2 separate regions of the Mus musculus genome follow, and region 2 is linked to region 1. A link is a contact called in public HiChIP or PLAC-seq data. All regions are on one chromosome and are shown on one strand. The core of a region is the stretch at or near the end of the contact, and the rest is flanking DNA. Distances in the headings are between cores, read along the strand shown.

What was found. HiChIP or PLAC-seq counts read pairs in DNA pulled down with a chosen protein or histone mark.
Region 2: an H3K27ac HiChIP or PLAC-seq map of epiblast stem cells shows a contact between it and region 1. The contact joins the promoter of Trp53inp1 here to the enhancer-like site in region 1. A contact is called at or near these places in 1 of 39 promoter capture datasets (liver), 3 of 484 Hi-C or Micro-C datasets (bone marrow-derived macrophages, embryonic stem cells and nephron progenitors), 15 of 115 datasets of contacts at active chromatin or transcription factors (the SCID.adh cell line, bone marrow-derived macrophages, double positive thymocytes and 8 more) and 3 of 9 other capture datasets (adipose tissue, liver and pancreatic islet).

What each region holds. Positions count from the first base shown.
Region 1 is chr4:10,931,021-10,933,881 of GRCm38.p6, forward strand. No RefSeq gene overlaps it. Among named protein-coding and RNA genes, the nearest start is that of 2610301B20Rik, 58 kb to the left of the region's middle. Within about 2 kb of position 1,476, at least 31 of the 459 cell types and tissues checked have an H3K27ac peak or open chromatin away from gene starts, as enhancers often do. A contact at or near this core is called in the SCID.adh cell line, double positive thymocytes, embryonic stem cells and 1 more, where this site is marked.
Region 2 is chr4:11,154,764-11,157,733 of GRCm38.p6, forward strand. Trp53inp1 (transformation related protein 53 inducible nuclear protein 1) reads left to right here and starts at 1,678. Exons shown (of 4, transcript NM_021897.4): 1 at 1,678-1,784.

The DNA.
Region 1 (2,861 bases), core at 226-2,725:
ATTGCACTTCCTTAGGCTTTCAGTACATAAATGCCAAGAATTCTCCAAAGCAGGAAGGGACAAACCTCCTCCTGCGTCACTTTGGGCCCATGATAGGCCTCGCCTCCAGTGCTTGGGGCAGCAGGGCAAGAAGCCTCTGCCTCAACAAGAAAAATAAAACAAGCACCAAACGTCTCCAGACATTATCACATCACCTGGTAGTTTAGCCCAGGTCTCAGAGGTGCGACTCAGGGAGGGGCTGGGGCTGAGGCCAAGGTCAGGTCTGCCTTTTCTGTTGACTCATCCAAGCTGCTGTGAGATACATGGTTCGCTCGGATGAAGCATGTCCATTTCATAAGTCACCCAAGTCATTAGAGGCAGCTGAGGTGTACACGAGCGACAGGGGACTTGTCCGCAGACCTCTCACTTGCTCTTGCAACCTGATCTTGAACTGCTCACTCTAGTTCTGTGAACCTCACAATAAAATCAGAGAGATAACGATACCTAGAACTTAAATTCCTTCTCCAGCCAGGATGGCTGTGAGCAAGCAAACAACTTCTCCTGGGGTTATGGAGAGGGCTAAGGAAGAGGTGTAACAGGGTCCAGTCCCACAGTAAGCATTCCATAACCTGGTTTGAAGAGGGCAGCAGGATCAGACACAGCTCCACTCCTCCACCTCCCTGCTTGGGGATTCCCATATTATTGAGACCTCAAATCGGGTAGAACTGTACTCCCAGCTTCTACACACACACACACACACACACACACACACACACACACACACACACACAGAGAGAGAGAGAGAGAGAGAGAGAGAGAGACAGAGACAGAGACAGAGAGAGACAGAGACAGAGAGACAGAGAGAGACAGAGAGAAGTTCTAATAGTCAGTATGGAGCAGAGTTGGAGTTTATTAAAGATATTTGAATATATATTCCCAGAATAAGGCCTGAGATGAATAGGGACACTCAGGGAATTGGGACACTCAGGCAGAAGGTGACACACAGAGAACACAGGTGTGGGCTTCTTTAAGATCAGTCACACTTCACTGTCTTTACAACAGTCATGGGGCTTTGCTGAGTTTTTCCTTTCTCACACCCCTGTCTCTCTAGCTCTCTTCAGTCTTGTTTTTGTTTTTTTAAGTTTACTTTAGTGCGTGCATGAGTGTGCTTGTGTGTGTGTGTGTGTGTGTGTGTGTGTGTGTGTGTGTGTGTCTTTTGCCTTCATGTTTGCCTCTGACCTACATATGTGTAGTGTCTGCAGAGGCCAGAAGAGGATGTTGGGTCCCCTGGGAAATGTAGTTACCGGTGGTTGTGAGCCACCGTGTAGGTGCTGGGAATGTAACCTCTTCCACCAAAGCAGCAAGCGCTCTTAATTGCTGGGCCATCTCTCCCACCCACCTACTAAGTCTTAATTGAGTGGAAGAATCTGAAGACACAGCAGGAAGACCTCTCAGCATTCACCAGGATGGTTCAAATTCCTTCCTGTCTTTAGCTCCTGCACAGCAGGCAACTCCTAAAACCTTAGTATTCCATTGTTACTGCCCAGTCCATTGATATCTACAGTCAAACTCATTGTTGTCCCCTCCCCACCTGCTGCCCCTCCCCACCTTCTCCCTCTCCTCACCTGCTGCCCCTCCCAGGATGTCTGTCTACATGAGCAACACCAGCACACCAGGCATCTTGACACAGCTCTTGATCACCTTCCAGGACTGCATACACAGAGCCTTTGAGCAGAAGTCCAAACCTCTTCAAATGTCTACAATGTGGCAAACACTAGCCTGCTTCTCCAGCTTTTTCTCCCATCCTCCCGGCAAACTAGAACCATGCCAGGACACTCAGGAATCTAACTTTACACCGTACCCCTCACTTCTACGTGACTGCTAAGCTGGTCCCATTGGCCAGAACATTCTTTTGTCTTTCCTCACATGATTTGCTCAGCCATCATGCCTTAGCCCTTCAGAAGGCCTGTGTCAGCATCCCCCTCCTGTGTCAACACCCCCTTCCTGTGTCAGCATCCCCTCCTGTGTCAACATCCCCCTTCCAGGCTCTCCCCGTACCTGACACACACACCATCAGTGACTGTTACTCCTGTCCACCCCACCTGCCACATCCCATACCACCTACCCCAGAGCAAGCAAGCTCTTTGAAGCTTAAGACTGTCTCTTCTCTGCGTGTTTGCAGGGCATGGAACATGACATCCATCTGTGTCAGTGCCTTAATAACTGTTTACTGAAATGTTCAATGCCCAGGACAGAGCATTTTGATATATACTTAGTTCATTCTTTTAGCTGTTTTGTTTTGTTTTGTTTTGTTTTGTTTTCAAAACAGGGTTTCTCTGTGTAGCCTTGGCTGTCCTAGAACTCACTTTGTAGACCAGGCTGGCCTCAAACTCAGAAATCCACCTGCCTCTGCCTCCCAAGTGCTGGGATTAAAGGCGTGCACCACCACACCTGGCTACCTAGTTCATTCTTAAACATAGGTTACACCCCTAATAAATTTTCATTGGAACATGCCAGAGTGCTTTTATGTGGTCATCCCTTCCATAGGCTTTCCATGAAACCCAAGCCATGCAAAGTTTTGCAAGGAAACTGGATTAATGTAGTTATATATAGTACTGTCCAGCAGTTAATCAGCAGGAATTTAAAATCAATAATTGAAGATAGTAGCCAAACAGCTCACTCTGGGGAAGCCAAGACTCTGATAGCATCTCAGTTGCTATTGGTTCAAGACTAAATTTCCTGAGAAGAGTCGAGGGCTCACACATCCTTGTGGTTGATCAGAAATGTGACTGTTTGGGCTAGCAAGCGTATGAGTGTCAAGTGTGTACTGTGTGCTAAGTATCTGTTGGAGGACTGGGGAGTTTATTAAAGAGATGAGGCCT
Region 2 (2,970 bases), core at 428-2,927, 220 kb after region 1:
AGATGGATTGATTCTTAAAGGGAAACAACAGATGGTAGGGCTCCTAACATAGCAATAATATTTGACAGAAAATATTTGATTTGCCAAAATCTAAAATCCAGACTGAGCACAGATCACCCTTGAAGCATGTATGGTCAAATGATCAACACATACTGATCATTACCTGAGTGTCAGACCAATTCTCTGACTCCCTGCAGAGAGCAGAGGGTCTTGGAGATCAAAACCCATTTCTCCCCTGGAAGGCTCGGTGTTTTAAGTGTTTTTTTGTGGTCTGGAATGGGTTCCCCTCTCCTAATTTGGGGTTGGTAAATTAAACAACAGGGAGCTGATGGGCCCACAGTTTCAGGAAAACATGTCCAGGACTAGCCTGGACCAATCACCAAGAAGAGAACCCCTGCTGACAGGAGAAAAAGCACACAAACAAGGTCTTTGTCTCATGTCAAGAGGACGAGGAAGAAGCCAGATATTTGTCATCTTTATCTATAACCTGTTTCTTTGTCCGCACATCTGTATAGCCCAGCGGTTCTCAACCTTGTTAATGCTGTGACCCTTTAATACAGTTCTCATGTTGTGGTGACCCAAATATAAAAACTGTTTTTGTTACTATTTCATAAGTATAATTTGCTACTGTGAATTGTAAATATCTGTGTTTTCCGATGATGTTTTCTTAGGTGACAAACAGGCTGTGACTCGATGGTCTATCCGAGACCTAGGAGTCTCTTGAGACTACCAAGGCCAGAAGATTACATCTCAGCCCCACAGAATCCATATAACTGACAGGACCAACATGACTCCTGTCACTCCTAGTTAATCCCCCAATGTATGTGCAGTAGAGCTTTGGATTAGACTCTCTTTATAAATGTAGTGTCTCATTTTCTTCTCACTATAAATAGCTGGTGAGGACCTAGGCGTCCTGTGAATGTTTACATTTTGTAAAAAAGGTCATAACCTCCTCAGTTCTTATAAGGCTTTAGATGCAGACCCCTGGGAAGAAACAGAGGTAATTCTTCACTCGGGGTTCCTCTTTTCGGAAGTTAAGGCCCTTTAGGCCGAGTTCTGGCCTCCTCTGCCCGACTTTTGTCTTTCTAGAGCAGACTCTTGGGGGGCAAGACCTGAGAGCTTCCTGTTCAAGTTCATAAGGCAGACTAGGCCCCGGCTTACTGTCTAAGGGGTGAGGAATGAGTGGGACACAGGCATCCCATGTATTTGGGGCCCTGACTTCTTTTAAAACAATGTCCAGCGGTGGGTTGCCTTCAGCATCGCGACTATTGGTTTCTCTCCACACTGACCAGAGGAGCAACTACTATCCCTAACCAGCCCCTCAGCAAAAGGGGGCTGAGTGCCTTGTACCCACACTCTGGGCTCCTCACTCAGCCGAAGCGGCTCCGGGGGTCGGGCTCTTCTCCTCTCGGTCCCGCCGGCTCCCACCACGGCCAGTCCCGGGCCGCTGTTCTTCCCCCTCCTCCCGCTCACCCGGAGTGTTCTCCGGCTCCCGCTTTGTTGCCCGGGCTTGTTTCTGCCCCGGGCGCGCCGCCGGCCCAGTGCCAGGTCACGTGCGTTAGTGACAACCTCTCGCAGGGCGGCCCCGGAGGCCCCCGCGCAGCCGATTGGTCGGCCTGCGGCTGGCGCGGCTCGGGGCGGGGCTGGGAAGCCGATCAGCTGTTCCCAGAGCTGCACAACAACAAAAGGACCCGGACGGGCCGGCGGCGGCCAGGGCAGCGACCGCAGCGCAGGAGCCCGGCCTGCCGCAGCTACCTCAGCACCCGCAGCTCTGCTCGGCTCACGTAAGTGCGGGCTACACAGGCGGGAGGGCGGCGGTTGGTTGCCCGCTCTCTGGCTTTCATGCCGGACTCTCTCCCTGCCGTGACGAGCACGGCGACACCGAGAACCTGCGGGTGACGGGAAACCTGCTCCGTTACCCGGAGACCCGCCCGACCCCTCCTGACCTCGCGCATCACCGAGCCTGCACCTGTGGGGAGAGCACTTCCCGTCGCTTCCGTCCTCATCAGTTTGGTCGCTGGCACTTGGGGTGTGCTAGAGACTGCTGTGGGTTCTAAATACTTCGTTTCAGTCGCGACCGCCCTGCGAGGCCCCAACATTGCTTATTTAAGCGGAGGAAACTTGGAGGCACAGAAAGTAATTTTAAGGCCACACAGCTAACTAAAAGGAAGCGGTGTTTACTATTTGCAGAGGGATTTCACGTGCAATTCCTTCATTTTGCTTCCACTTTCACGGTGTGTTTACTCCGTGTAAAAGTTCAGAGCAGATTAACGGGGAACCCCTTTCCACCTGTTAACTCCTTAAAGACTAAAGGAGTTCCTGGCTGAAAGAGCTCTTTCAGAATGCTGAGTAGTTTTGAGCTTGGGTCTTCGGACCGACATCATTACAAATGCCCCAAGATCTTTCTCCCCCCCCCCCCCCTTTGGTTTTATTCGAGACAGGGTTTCTCTGTATAGCCCTGGTTGTCCTGGAACTCACTTTGTACACCAGGCTGGCCTCGAACTCAGAAATCTGCCTGCTTCTGCCTCCCAAGTGCTGGGATTAAAGGCGTGCACCACCACGCCCGGCTATGCCCCCAAGATCTTAAAAATCACATCTTTGGTGGTGATTGTAAGGTGTGAAAACACTAGGCAGCTTGTACAAGCCTCAGCCACTATAATTTTCAAAGTCCTTGCTGGAAACCATGGCCTACTAATTTTTGTGACCAGTGTCTCTTTTGTTTTTCATCTTGTCTTTTACTCCTTTCTGCTCCCTAGTGTATTTCTCATGGAAACGACTGCTTTCAAAAGTTAAGGTTAACAAAGCAGTGAATTACCAACCTAACCGCTCTCTGTTCACTGTTTTCAGACTTCTGAACAGGATGTGGTAAGTCCTTGTAAATTAGCTAAATAGACAGAGGTGTAAGGAGCACAGGCAACTCTTTTGGCTTGGTATTTTTGTAGTTCAAAATTGATTTTTAAATTACTTGAA